Linked DNA regions of Drosophila melanogaster: region 2 is linked to region 1. Evidence: chromatin contacts called from public Hi-C data. All regions are on one chromosome and are shown on one strand. Each heading gives the region's core, a stretch centred on a gene start, on an enhancer-like site or on the middle of the called end of the contact. The rest is flanking DNA. Distances are from core to core; before and after follow the strand shown.

What was found. Hi-C and Micro-C count contacts between places; a contact is called where the count stands out from the background.
Region 2: a Hi-C map of the Kc167 cell line shows a contact between it and region 1, with 5 times the contacts expected there. The contact joins the promoter of stas here to the promoter of RhoGAP15B in region 1. A contact is called at or near these places in 2 of 107 Hi-C or Micro-C datasets (the Kc167 cell line and eye imaginal disc).

The regions. Positions count from the first base shown.
Region 1 is chrX:16,938,132-16,944,918 of dm6, forward strand. RhoGAP15B (Rho GTPase activating protein at 15B) reads left to right here and starts at 5,159. Exons shown (of 9, transcript NM_132955.4): 1 at 5,159-5,767. CG13001 reads right to left here and starts at 4,740. Exons shown (of 1, transcript NM_132953.3): 1 at 2,955-4,740. The coding sequence starts at 4,451. The coding sequence ends at 3,444. It overlaps wus (wurst), which reads right to left and starts at 2,742. Exons shown (of 2, transcript NM_001298426.1): 1 at 2,373-2,742; 2 at 113-1,860. The coding sequence starts at 1,842. The coding sequence ends at 622. It also overlaps a transcript of CG4928 not described here.
Region 2 is chrX:17,624,641-17,631,407 of dm6, forward strand. It overlaps stas (Stasimon), which reads right to left and starts at 3,255. Exons shown (of 4, transcript NM_132997.3): 1 at 2,789-3,255; 2 at 2,300-2,600; 3 at 890-1,018. The coding sequence starts at 2,810. It overlaps CG8326, which reads right to left and starts at 4,852. Exons shown (of 2, transcript NM_132998.2): 1 at 4,701-4,852; 2 at 3,524-4,631. The coding sequence starts at 4,783. The coding sequence ends at 3,716. corolla (corolla,) reads right to left here. Exons shown (of 4, transcript NM_132999.3): 3 at 6,542-6,729; 4 at 5,151-6,489. The coding sequence ends at 5,422.

The DNA of each region.
Region 1 (6,787 bases), core at 3,909-6,408:
AATATTAATGGAAAAAATACACGCACATAACAAATTTGTGAGAAAAAAAATTACAATAAATATTTTTCTTTTTTTTTTTTTGCTTAGTCTTGTAAGTAGTTCATTATATTATGTAAAATATATAAAATAAATAAATGAATATAAATCTAATTAAAATGAATTCTTTCACTGAGAAAGGGAAACGTGATTTGGTAATGTTGTGCCGGTCACGCGGTAATTAGTTAAAGGTATTTTCTTAACGGACGAAACGTAAGCGCAGCTAATTTTCTATTTTTTCTACTCGCGTCGACGAACAGTTCAGTCGATTTAACCGACTAATAAGATACCCAGTATAAGGAAATTTTCGATTAGCATTTGGTGTTTTGAATGAATTTTGGGGTGCTTTAATATTTTTAAACACAGTCTTGACAATAAACAACGCAGATTTATGGTAATAAATACATGTGGAAACAGATACAGCTAAAAACACCATTAGGTAATTAATATGAATAACATTTAGAGAATTCGCAATATGTGCTATAGCAGCATTTAGGTACTATTGCTTTAAGTAAGTAATCGCATTTAAAGAATCTTACTTCCTAGTCGTTATAAATACTTAGACTAGATGGAGGAAAGCGCCGCTCAAAGGACGATGGCCTCCTCCTCCTGGTACTGTTTGTTCTTGCGCCGCCGGTTGGACTTGATCTTGCTGAGCACACTGTACGCCTGCTGGATTTCGATAAAGCGCTGGTGGGCCTGGGCCCGCAAGCCCTCGTCCTTGACCTTGTCGGGATGGTACTCCTTGGAGAGCTTCCTGTACGCAGCGGTGATCTCTGCCTGCGAAGCGGTGGCACTTACGCCCAAGACCTTGTACGAATTTCGTTCGCCATCCACATCCATGCTTTCGAACACCTCCTTCCAGGTCTCGTACCAGCCGTGATGCTGCGCATAGTTATAGGTGTCCAGCAGGGCTTGCTTCAGATCTGTCCACCAGGCGGAGGCCAAGAAGTTATGGATGGCCTCGTGAATGGGCACCTCGCCGCCGTCCTCGTCCGAAATGGTGCCGTTGAAATACAGGAAGCTGCCCCAGAAGGCGCAGTAGATGATCACGGCGGTGGTTAGCTTAAAGGTCCTTTCACCGGGGCTTCCCCTGCGCGGCGGAGTCCTGCGCCACTGCTTGGACAAGCCGTCGAAGGTCAGTGCCGCCACGAGACCAGTGAGCAGCAGGGAGTAGGTCTCGTCATATATCAAATACCTGGCCGGATACGCCAGATAGGCGGCCACCAGGCAGTGCCACCATACACCCTGCTCCCGGCCAATGTTGCCCACCAGCCAAACGCCCAGCGAAACAAACAGCGGAATCGTCCAGTGTAGGAAGCTCAGATCCCAGCCACCGACCAGGGTCTCCGGAATGGCCATGGAGCACACCTGGCCGAACAGATGGCCGATCATCACCTGGCCCACGAATCTCTTCGAGGAGTACGGCGGTTTCGGATACGCCTGCAGCTTGGCCACGAACATCTTGACGAACTTGGGATCCTCGTTGGCATCCCGTACATATTCGGGTATCAGGAAGAGCTCGCCCATCCAGCCAATGCCCATGTAGCCACCCAGGGTGCACCACCAAATGAAGGCGTGGCGGTCACGGTGCAAGTACAGATGATGCAGGCCGAAGATTCCGCCGAAAAGCCAGCATAGATAGGCAATGACCACCGATTTCTGGGGCGGCAGAGCGTTCATCTCCTTGCTTTTGGTCTTGCCTTGCGCGTGGCCATTGGACTTAGCCTTCGAGGGAGATCCTTTGGAGGTATCGTTGGTCTTATCCTTTCCAGCCACTGGAGATACTGTCTGCGTGGTGCCCATGGTGTTCCAATCGGATTACTGCAAGGGAAGGGGGCAAAATTGTTATGATAAACGGAATAATTCGGAAGTAGTTTTACTAACAATATTATGGAAAGAGGACAACTTTTAAAAAACAACATAACATAATAAACATATGTATATTGGTAGTACAACATTAACGATTATTCAAAAAATTGCAATTATGAAATAATTAATTAGCTTAATATATTAGCGTAATATATGTTGAAATAGTGGCACGCTGAGCAATAACATAACAAGCATATCTAATATACAACACATAACAATATATTAAAATATATATGAATATTTTAAGTAAAGTAACACGATTTGATGTAGCACATTTAACTGATTGAAGATAAGCTTTACGTATTTTAAATCAACGAATAAAGAACGGTGGCCTATAAAGAAAACTCTTATGAAGACTACATACAGCAAAGAGTTTCGAGGATATATAATTAATTTATTGTTATTATTTTAGTTCCAGTCTTTAAACATCACTTTTTGGGCCACTTTCCGTGAAAGATACTTACCCACTTGCGATCGACCTCGATTTCTTGTGAAATTGTCGCTGCGCAGGCGCAACTTCTTGGCCACGACTGTGCGAAGAATTGGAGAAAGAGAGGCGGAGAAAGACGCGGCGCAGAACTTTCTCTTTTCACAAATTCTACGCACGCAGCGACAACAAGAACAAAAACGACAAACTGATCCACAAAAACAAAAAAAAAAAAGAAAACCAAGTGCACTGATGCGTTCAATTTGAACTGGTTGTTGCTATGTTTCACTAAAATTGCAATTGAAACAATTTGAAACAATACGAATTTGTTGTTTTGCGGGCTGGATTAAAAAATTGAATAAAAATCCGAACTTTTTGCTCGGCTTAAGCTAGGTGTGACCAAGTGCAGGGACAGGCCAAAATACCATGGATCTAAATTTTAGTACGTTGTATATCTACAATACTCTTTAGTTCACAAACGATGTATGGCAAATGTAAAATGTATAAAATATAATGCAAGTATATAAACATCAGTTATAGTTATTGTATTAAAATACACACATATAAAATCAAATCCAATAATCCAAATAATTTAATCTATAACCAAAAGAACCCATTTAAAAATGAAATATTTTTATTGATATTTGTGTTTTTTTTTTGCTGCTTAAATATAACATAGTTGCATATTTAGCATGGCTTACATGTATAAACAAAATTTTTGTTCTCGATAATTTGACACGTTATTTGAGCTTTTAAAAAATACTTAGCCTATGATTATAGTTAAAATAAAAATCAAATTCATTGAGTTTACCAACTAAAATTGTTATGAGAATTTGTTAGCGGCCGGCGTGTCATGAATAATTTCTTCATCGATTTTCAAATACACTAGTAATGTATAAAATATTAATGCAAGTATTTGACATTCTTTTAAATCTTCTCCGATAATCATGAGCACACCCGCCTTGCGTCGTTGTAATACTTTTCATTGGGATTAATAATAAATAGATGAGGCAAAAAAAAAAAAACGCATTCGATTTAGTGCGCTGAGTTTCCGGAACCAGCTCCGGACTTAAGATGAGTGTAGTTGCTGGTCTGGAGCGGTGGCCACTTAGTTGTTCTTCTTCTTGGGCTTCTTCGGATTGCGGGAGCGCGACTTGGCCTTGCAGAGCGGACAGATGGGCGCGTTCCGGTGGATCTGCTGGTGGCAGGACAGACAGGACTTCATGGGCGGCGGCTGCTGGCGGAGATTCACATTGAAGTCGGAGCGGAACGAGGGATGGTGGCCGATGCCGATCGAAGGCGATTGCTGCAGTCGATTGCTGGGCGGCGGCGGTGGCGGTGGTGCTGAGAAGTCACCCTTGCCCAGACGCACTGCAGCAGCAGCGGCGGCGGCAGCAGCACTGCCTGCTCCCGGCGGTGCGGGTGGCATGAAGGCGTGTCCAGGATTGCCGCCACCACCGCCTCCGCCGCCCACAGATCCTCCGCCACCGCCTGCAGCGCCGCCACCACCAACGCCGCCCTGTCCGCCGCCAGAAGGCAGCGCGGTGACCGTGGCCTCCGGCATCAGAGGATGCCGGGCATGCGGACGGGCCAACGACGAGTTCTGATTAACCGAGGCCGCCGCCGCAGCTGCAGCAGCTGCTGCTGCCGCCGACTGGGCGGCCACCTTAAGGAAGTTGGTCTGGAAGCGATCCTTCGAAATGGGACTGCCCTCCTCCTCGTGCAGATCTCGCAGCGGGCTTAGTCCGAGATAGTCGCGGCGCATGTGATCAATCTGGTACTTCAGGGCCAGGTACTCCTCGTACACCCGGTTGGCCATGTCGAAGGAGCGGGTCTGGTTCTCCTTCGTCTGCTTGATGATGTTCTCCATGTCGTTGATGTCCGCGTGGATCTGGCGCAGCTCTTCCACGTGCGACATCTTCTCCTCGAGCAGGTGCTCCATCTCCTTGCGGTACTCCTCCAGGCACTTCTCCTCGTCGTCGCTCAGCTTCACCTCCTTGATGATCCGCACTTTGAGCTTCTCCAGCGACAGCGTCTTGTCCCTGATGTCCTTGATGGCCTCCAGTTTGGCGTAGTAGTGCCGCTCATTGGAGCTCGAGATCTCGCTGGTGGCCATTGTAGATCCAAAACGATCCGTGTGGTATAATATGTGTATTTTCGAAAGACTCTCGAGTGTTTTCTGTATGGCCCCCTCCACTGGGCGAATGTTTATTTTGCACTTTTTCACTAGCCTAATAGTTCGATGTCGGATTTTCCGGCCGATTCTTAAGCATCTGATATGGATGATCGCGTCTTTTGGGATAATCCTTTGGAATGGCGCACTTTTAATTGATTTTTTCTTTATTTATTTGATTTTTTCTCTGCTAATGCTAATACCATTTTTTTCTGGTATACAATGCAGTGTTACCAGAGCGTGGAAGTAATTTTTACATTTAATCACGACCAGCCGATTATTTGCTATCGATAGCTGGCAGTGCGGTATATATCGTTTTTTAAATAGAAAACAAATTCCTTCCAATTCCAATTCCTTATACGTACAAATTTACTTAAATGATTACACTATAGTTAAAGTGCTTTACTGATTTTACCGTGGGCGCTGCTTTAAAATTTAAAAATCCGGTAAATTCCAGTTGCTGTGGCAAAAAACTTAAATCTGGCATTCATGCCGAGATAATATTCAGTTAACTATTGATATAAAATGTTTCAGTTATATGGAAAGAACGTTAGTATTAAAATTTACATTATTACATATAACTAAAATTAATAACTTGTATCCTAGCTACTAGTTTAGTAACTAGTTTTGCCGGCATTCGCTGTCTTTCCGCCAACGGTCACACTAGGCGCGCCCCGTTATATTACATTATGCATTTGTATTCTTCGATCGGTCGCAGATCGTTCGGATCGGAAAATCCGGTTCGGAAAGCGGGCATTGGGGACAAAAACAAAGAATCTTGTTCTGGTCATGACTTTTCCATCCGCGAATTGTCAACTTCTGTTTAGCGAATAGTTGTTGTTCCCTTTTGGAGACAACAACAAAAAAAGACATCGATCGCGCGAGAGAGAGAGACAGATGCAAACAATGCGTACGCGCGCGTATGTGTGTGTGAAACATTCCGCAAGTGATTCATTCCGCAAGAATAATAAATAAATAAACAAATATTAGTAAACTGGGCCGAAATGTTTGTGGAAATGTGTCAACTAGTTGCGGCAGTAAAATATCAGTGCAATATCGATATGTGTGGGAAATCAGCTTAGCAATTTAGCAGAGACTTTGCTTTTCGCCCACCGCTCTCTCCCTCTCTCTCACACTCTTTGTTTTCGTTTTTTATTGTTGTGCTCTGGTTGTGTTTGTGTGTGTTGTGAATATAAAACGAAGTTAAGTTGACCACGCAGAAACTGCATACGAAATTTTTAACAAGGAAAAAGCGAAAGGTAAAAGCGATTTTTATTATTTTTATTTGAAAGCCGCAGTTTCTTTGCGATCTCTTTTTCTGCGGGCTTCGATTTTCAATGGTCTCTTCTCTCTTCAATGCGTTCTAATCAATCCGTGTTTACATACGGGCTGTGTGTCTGTGTTAGTTGGCTGATAATTTTTAGTGACAGCTATGTGCCAAATAATAGTAATATCTACAATAAATCAAATATAAATAATGCGAAATACGGCAATATTGATAACATTGTGAATTTTAATCATTATACTTTGAAATGTTTAAAAACATTTCGTTAGTATATGTTTATATATTTGTATTATATTTTAATTTAGTGTTTTTGCCACCTATGCGTTTTATGCAATATAATGATATTTTTTCCTAAATTTATAAAACCACTATGGCTGTGTACACATTTGTATGTATGATAATTTTTGACACACATATATTTCGCTTCTAACTGCTTATCGCTCCCATTTAGCGATAGACTGTGCGAGCGGGACAGGTGTCACCTGTTGCGCTTCTTCGCTCCATCTCTCCACCGCTCTTCCCTCTCTCTCTCTCTCTTTCCATCGTTTGACACATTTTGTTGCTGTTCTTAATTGTTTGGCAATTAAGTCAATTATAAACATATTAAGACAGCCGACACACATTCTCCGATTGGATGCGCTTTTCCCTTTGACTTTCGCAGAAGAATCAATAACCAAATTAATCGATCAATCCAGGCGATAAGTCCGAAAATTGGGCTAAATAAATAAAAGCCTCTCAAGATCTTTTAGTTATGGTAATAAATAAAGTACACTATGCATAAGTTCGTTGGGGTACGTGAAATACAACAAACTCGTGAGTTGACAAATATTTGGATTTTTAGAGCCTAATGTATCTATGATCCGTAAACATTATGATTACTAAAAGATAATGTTAGCTGCTCACTCTATGTGCATTATATTTATATTAAATGGGAAGAGCTGTAATCTATCATCTCTTACTTATTTTAATAGCTTTTTCTTGTTTACAATTGGAA
Region 2 (6,767 bases), core at 2,005-4,504, 680 kb after region 1:
AATGCTCACTAACACACTGGCGCAAGGCTATAAAGTTACGTATGTGCTTTAGCTTTTGATTTCGCTTCTAGGTTGCCTCTTTATTTTTTTGTTTATTCCTGCTAAAAACGCACTTGAGTGCGGAAGAAGAAGAGCAATAAACAAAATACAAAAAATCAAAACACTGACGACAACAAAATAATGTCCAGCTCAGCTGATTTTCGCGACGAAAACAGCAACAAATACAAAGAATGCGTCATATAAACGACCAAAGTCGATTTTTAGGTAGCACATGCTGCGTGCACTGGAGTGGACCTTATTAAAACGATAAACTTGACACGCACCGATAAAAACTAATCATTTTAAAATATCTTAAACCCAGTTGGGTTAGCAAAACATTTTCTAAATAAACTAATAGCAACACAGTTAACATTGCGTATACGTTATTTTATTACTCATACGCACAGTGAAGAACCAGTTTTGAGCATTGTGGGTTTATTTTTTTGTTTGCATTGAATTCTAGTAACACGAAATGCTAGCGTGTGAGGAAAATCCAAAGAAATACGGTCCACCCCAGAGAGTGCAAGTAGTAAGTAAGAGCAAGAAGGCAACCTCAGCGGCTCCCCTGCTTCCTACAGCTATCTCACTCGCACTTCCCCGTGCTACCCACGTATTTAATATGCACACTATGCGCTTCAAACGGTGATCGTGAATTAATTAAGGTGGAAACACACACAAACGCCCGACTGACCGTGAATAGTTTGTAGTGGCGGGGTCTTCATTTTTGGTAATCGGGTCAAGGTCACCGCCGAACGATAGAACTCTTTTATTATCTAATCAGTCGGCGACCGACTTTTCATGCCATTTTTCGTACTTTGGATTTGTACTTTTGGATTTGGTAAAAGGATACAATACGTAGGCGACCACGACGCCAAACATCACTTCGAAGTAGTACATGTCCTTGTAGCGATCAAGGACCTTGGCTAGCATCTTAGCATCTTGGATATCACGCGGAATTTTCAAGTGTTGTTTCTCCGACCTGCAGAAGTTGGGCAAGAACAAAACCGAGACGAGGTGTAAACACAGTCTATGTATATATGTATATATATACAAATACTTCATATATCGGTGGCGTGACTCGATGTGTGTGTGTGTGTGTGTGCGAGTAAACCCTCTCGCCAGATAGCTCTGTAATTTCAGCCATTTTCCAGTCAAATCTGGCTACTCAACTGGAGCTTAATTGAAATATTTCTTAATTTACAAATTTAGATAAGTTTGGTTGCTAGGGACTGGTATATAATATTACTATTTGATTAACTATCTAAATAGAAAACCATTGTTATTTATTGAATACTATACTTTAATAACTCTTTGTAAATAGTTCCTATCTTTACTGCCCAAAAACGCCTCTTAAATGGAAGCAAACTCACGATATACAGATAAGTGTTTTTATAATGCCGTAAAAGGTATCATGATTTGGTTACTATTTCAATTACTTTATAATCACTGTATGCCAATGCAGTGAAAAGGCACGAACACAAAAAAGAACAACAAAATAGATAAGTAAAATTTCACAGCATTATCAATAAGAATAATGGGTCTGCCAAGGGACTTTGAAAAAGATTAGAGGGATCTGCACTTATAGTTTTCAACACGTTACGTTTGCTGATCAAATTTGACAAAAAAAAAACAAAGATTGTTCTCTGACTTGCTGATTCCATGCAAATCAAATTCTGATGAATTCAAATTGATAGAAGTATATGTACACAAACGTCTTGAACTTTAAACAAAATAAGTTTACTCACTCACAGAACCAGACTATCAAATAACAATCCGCTTTAGGTAAAGTTTAAAGATAATAATAATCGTGTGCAGAAAGTTTTTCTTATGCAAAGCGTGACATTTGAGTTAAGTTACTTATTTAACATGGCTGTTATAGTAAATATTTGGACAATTAAATGGCCCTTTTCTCACTACATACAAATAGTTATGTCTGATCTAGCCAATAATAAGTATTTGCAATAAGAGTTTTACATCCTACAAATGTAATATCTATGATATTTAAACATAAAATATTGTTTTAGAAGCGAAATGGAGATAACTAGCATTAGGTAAATGACTACCTAGCATATCTAATCATAGTTGGATGTAGCCTAGCTATTTTAAGCGGATCATTGGTCGACATCTCTGCTCGCAAATCAAGCGAGACAAGCTAAGCATACACACACACACACATGGAGGCCACTTAACACCTTACAGGTGCACGAATGCGCAGGGGACACACATTTGTGGCGCTTTAGCACCAGAAAGACCCACTTACGCGTTGAGCTCGGGGAATATGGCGTACACATAGCACATGGTGACCAAGCTGGCCACAAAAATGCCCGCTACGATGACCAGGGACTTCTTGGTGGCCTTCTTCTCGTCTGCGGACATGGCCTGCTTTTGCGGAGTGGCCTGTTGTTGTTGCTGCTGCTGCTGTTGTTGCTGTGGATTAAGATCTTGTTGCTCCTGTGGCGGCACCTGTGGCAACAGTGGAGTAGCCACCTGATCCGGGGAGTGTTCCTGGAGCGCCTTTGCCCTGCCATTGCGCATTGTAATCCCCTCGTCAGCGGAAATGGCTAGAAAAAAAAAACAGAGACATGCAGATGTAATATGCATTCCAAAGCAGAAGTGGTGGTGGTGAACAGAATGCACGGACTAAGGGTTAATAGTCGTTTTTGGCTTCACGGGCTGCGCACTAGCTGCGGGTTAATCACCGTTCCTTCGCTCAGCTGATAAGTAAAAACAACTAAAACAGCACACTCACCCACACCACTGCAGTAAGACATTGTGGCTTTGACACGATGTACGTAAGCCCGAGTTGAAGAAGGAAAATTTAATAAGCCTTCTATATCCGATTTTAATTCACGATTGACTCATTTAGCGTCTAGGCTATTTATCAATTGTTAATGCTATTTGTGTGCCTATTTGCGCGCCAGTCACAATTTGTTGTTCTTCTCTCTATCCGCGTGCCTATGCGTATGTGTATGTGCGTGTGTCTACAACAATGAATTTAATCAATATAAAAAAAATAGGAAGTTGGCTAAAACTGCGTTAACTAGAGTAATTGTAGTTGACTACTGCGCTAATAGCAATTTTTTTAAATTTTTTCTATTGCTTTTCACTTTAGCCGACTTTTTCGGCGAACGATCACGCTTAAAAGTCAATTTAAAATAAATTAATTTCAGAAATTTCCGTCACGACCAGTGTGGCCGAAGGCGCAGTGTTGATTAAGTCCAAGCGTGTACACAGCTACCGCACAAAACTGAACGTGGGTTTCTAATAAAATCTGGTCATACTGTCATATTTAGCGCCACTTTTTAGTTTCTCTAAATTTTATTTATATTTTTTAATGTTATACGTAAATAAAAAAATGTGAGTGTCTGCATAAGCAAGTGAAGTACTTTTTTTGTATCTATAAATATCAACATAATAGTGCCCTTTTTCTTTTTGCCAAAAGACTCCATATTAATTACCACCTCCATGAAATACTGATAGAAATAGTGGAATTAAACAGTGCACTTTTTATTTTGTATGAAAATAGATTTAATAAAAATCTCATCAATATATTTAACATTCTATAATGAAACTACGACCTTCAGTGGGTAGCAAACGCATTCACGAAACTTAAGGGATTAGGTTAACTTGTTTTCATGTAAAAAAAAAAGTACGTTGGTATCTAGTCTAGAATCTGTTAGGAATCTGCTGTTGTCTTGTTTTTGAGCTGACGGTATAGCTGAACCATTTTGCTGCGCTCGGTTTCAAGCATTGACCTCGTAGCCAAGGGCAGATCTTTCCGCTTGCCCTTCATCTGGGCCTTGGTGGGTGCTTTGAAGGCGCTCTTAGATTGGGCAGCCAGCTTTAGTCGACTGCTGTCGTCGTCCTCCGGCCCACGATTTGACTGACCCTGGTCGGGATTCAGCATGGACTTTAGAAGGAGATTGGCTTTGCGTCCTGGACGCGGCACGGTTTCACTTTTTTCCGCTTTGCGCGGCAGGATTTTGAGGGAAGGTGGGGCATGGACGATCTCACCAAATGCCACAGCATCCTGTTTGAATTCTGTTGGCCCGGCATTCTGCTTCTCCTCGGTATCAACCTCTTGCTGGGCCTCCTTGTAGGCCCTCTTCACCAATTCGCGACTGGTCTTCGCATCCATGGGCTTGTGTACGACTTGAACCTTTTTGCGACCCCTTTTGCCCGCCAGCCGTTGCTCCTTTTGCTTCTGCTTGAGCAGCTCGTCGATCTCGTTTTTCGGCCTCTTTTGGACAGTAATCTCCCCGGTTTTGGGGTTTCTGATCACGTTCACACCATACTTGGCCTCGTAGTGGGCTTCCCGTACGGATGCATTGGTCATGCGATTCACTCGGCGCAGATAATCCTCGTCCGTTTCGTTGGCGAACTGCTTGATGTTACGCGTTTCCTTTGAGGAGGAACTACTGCCAGGCTTGGATCCTGGAGAGGATTTGGGCTTATCCTCCCGTCCAATTTCGCCCAATCTTAGCTTCTTGCCCGATTTGGTGGCGTTGGCAAGCTGCTGAAACTGACGGAACTTAAAGGACACCTGCTGCTCATCCTTTTTCACAGGCGGATTGTTCGTTACTTTGGAAAGTCTGAAATGTGAAATGGTGCAGATATTAGTTTAGCTGCCTTTTTCGACTGACTTGCCACTATGAACAAACTTCTTCTCCTTCTGTTCCAGCTGCTTGAGGGGATCACGGACGCCGTGGTGCTTGCGCACGGGAATCTTTCGTTTCCGAGCCATTTATTTTGGGTTTTGGTTCAATTTTTGTAAAACAAACTCGTGGTATCGACAGCATGGGTTAAAATACTAAGCGCGATGCATGCTGACAAATACCAAAACAAACCATAAATATACCAAATCGATTAAAGCTTGGACTCAAACCATTGGCGCCCAGAATTACAAATGAAATATTAAAGTTAAATATATATTAGATTAAATATATAAATGTATTTTACACTATGTATTGTATTAAGTAGTCTTCATATTCCCCTATTTTATAATATACATTTTTAATAAAGATTTATATGCTGTAATGAGAAAAGTATTTTATTGCAAGTGGTAAAATTTACTGTTTGCAGTAAAATTAAATATTTAAAGTCACGAATTTGTCTTAATTTATTGTTTTATTAGTTTATAAGCAACGACAAAATGAAGAATAAGTCTGAAACGGCACTTTCGAACTGAATACGTATGATTTAAATGTACATATGCATATTATGTACGCAAATTAATTTCATTATAAAGCTACAAATAATTTAGCTGAAGTGAAATTTTTTTTGATTGCAAATGGCAATGAATGAATAAGTATCTGGATATTAATTAATTGTCCGTTCTTATAAAGAACATACATTAATTTTTGACCAAAATACGTTAACAATTTAAAGTATGTACGCCGAGGCGGCAGTAGGTGTAACATCATTATCATCGCTGAAGTTCAGCAGGTAATCATCGTCAAAATTGTTGTGGGGCGAGCTGAATCGAAGTGATTGATCATCAAAGTTGTTGAATGTGGACGACGGATGCTTAAAGTAATCCGGCATTGGTTGGCTCATTGGGAACTCCTCCTCCTCCAATTTTAGTCGCTTGCAAGGCGGCGCCTCGTTTTCATCGCGATTGCTACCATAGTTCATAAACTGGGTTGCAGTAAAACGATTAAGAGTGCCCTTGGAGGTGCTGGGTATATCGTCGCTGGCCCAGGAAGATATGTTTTTGAAGGGAGAGAGAGTGTCGACTCTAATTATTTGTGGTTTATCGGAAATTTCATTGGATAGCTGCTCATCAGTCTTCGGGTTTTCGCCGATTTTTACTTGTTTGGCCGCATCAGCCGGCTCCTCCTCTCCTGAAGCCTCCCCTCCGGATTCCTTGTCATCCGATACGGATTCCTCGACTTCTGAGCCAGATTTCTCATCATATCTATCCTGTTCTAGATGCAAAACCTCTTCTGACTTTTCTACTTTTACCTCCTGCTCAAATCCTTCATCTTTCAGCGCCATTTCGAATTCTTCTTCTGATATTTCCTCAAAATCTTCGTCTGTGGCCTCCATTTCGTCACTGTCCTCTTCTAATTCCGCATTTGGGACACCTGCCTCTTCTGAAGGAGAAAGCCAATCGGTCTTCTCAAATTTCTCCTCTTCGATATGGCTTATCTCTGGATAGGGAGAAAAACGCACTTGCTTTGTTGGCGAGTTGGAAATGGCAACAGACTCGACCTCCTTGCATTTGATCAAAATGGATCGCAGAGGAGTCTCCAGCTTCTTAGTAGTGATCTCTCTATTCACGCTCGTCATGGATTTATTGTCATCTGGTCTGATATTCTTAAAGATGAAGTTGTTGAGGAAATCCGAAGCGGACTGAAATGGTGAAATGGTGCTAGCGGATGGAACACCAGCCAAACTTGGTTCAGCGCCCTTAGTGACACCCGTTTTAATCAAATTCCTTTTTTGCAACTGAAAAACGGAAAAGTTATTCACTTGGAATGGATATTTCGCAGCTACTCACCTCTTCCTTCAATTCGTTTATCAGCTTTCCCATCTGTAAAACGCTGACTATCTTCTTATTAAGCTTATCCGTCATACTTCTCAGCGTAATTGTCCACTCGCGATCCGACTGGTCCAGTTGGTCGTCCACTGAGGCTAGCTCCTTATCTGCCTCTTTTTTTAAGGCTTGCTCTTTTCGGAATTCCTGGACTGAAATAGAAGCTACTTGAGAATCATTTAAATAACAC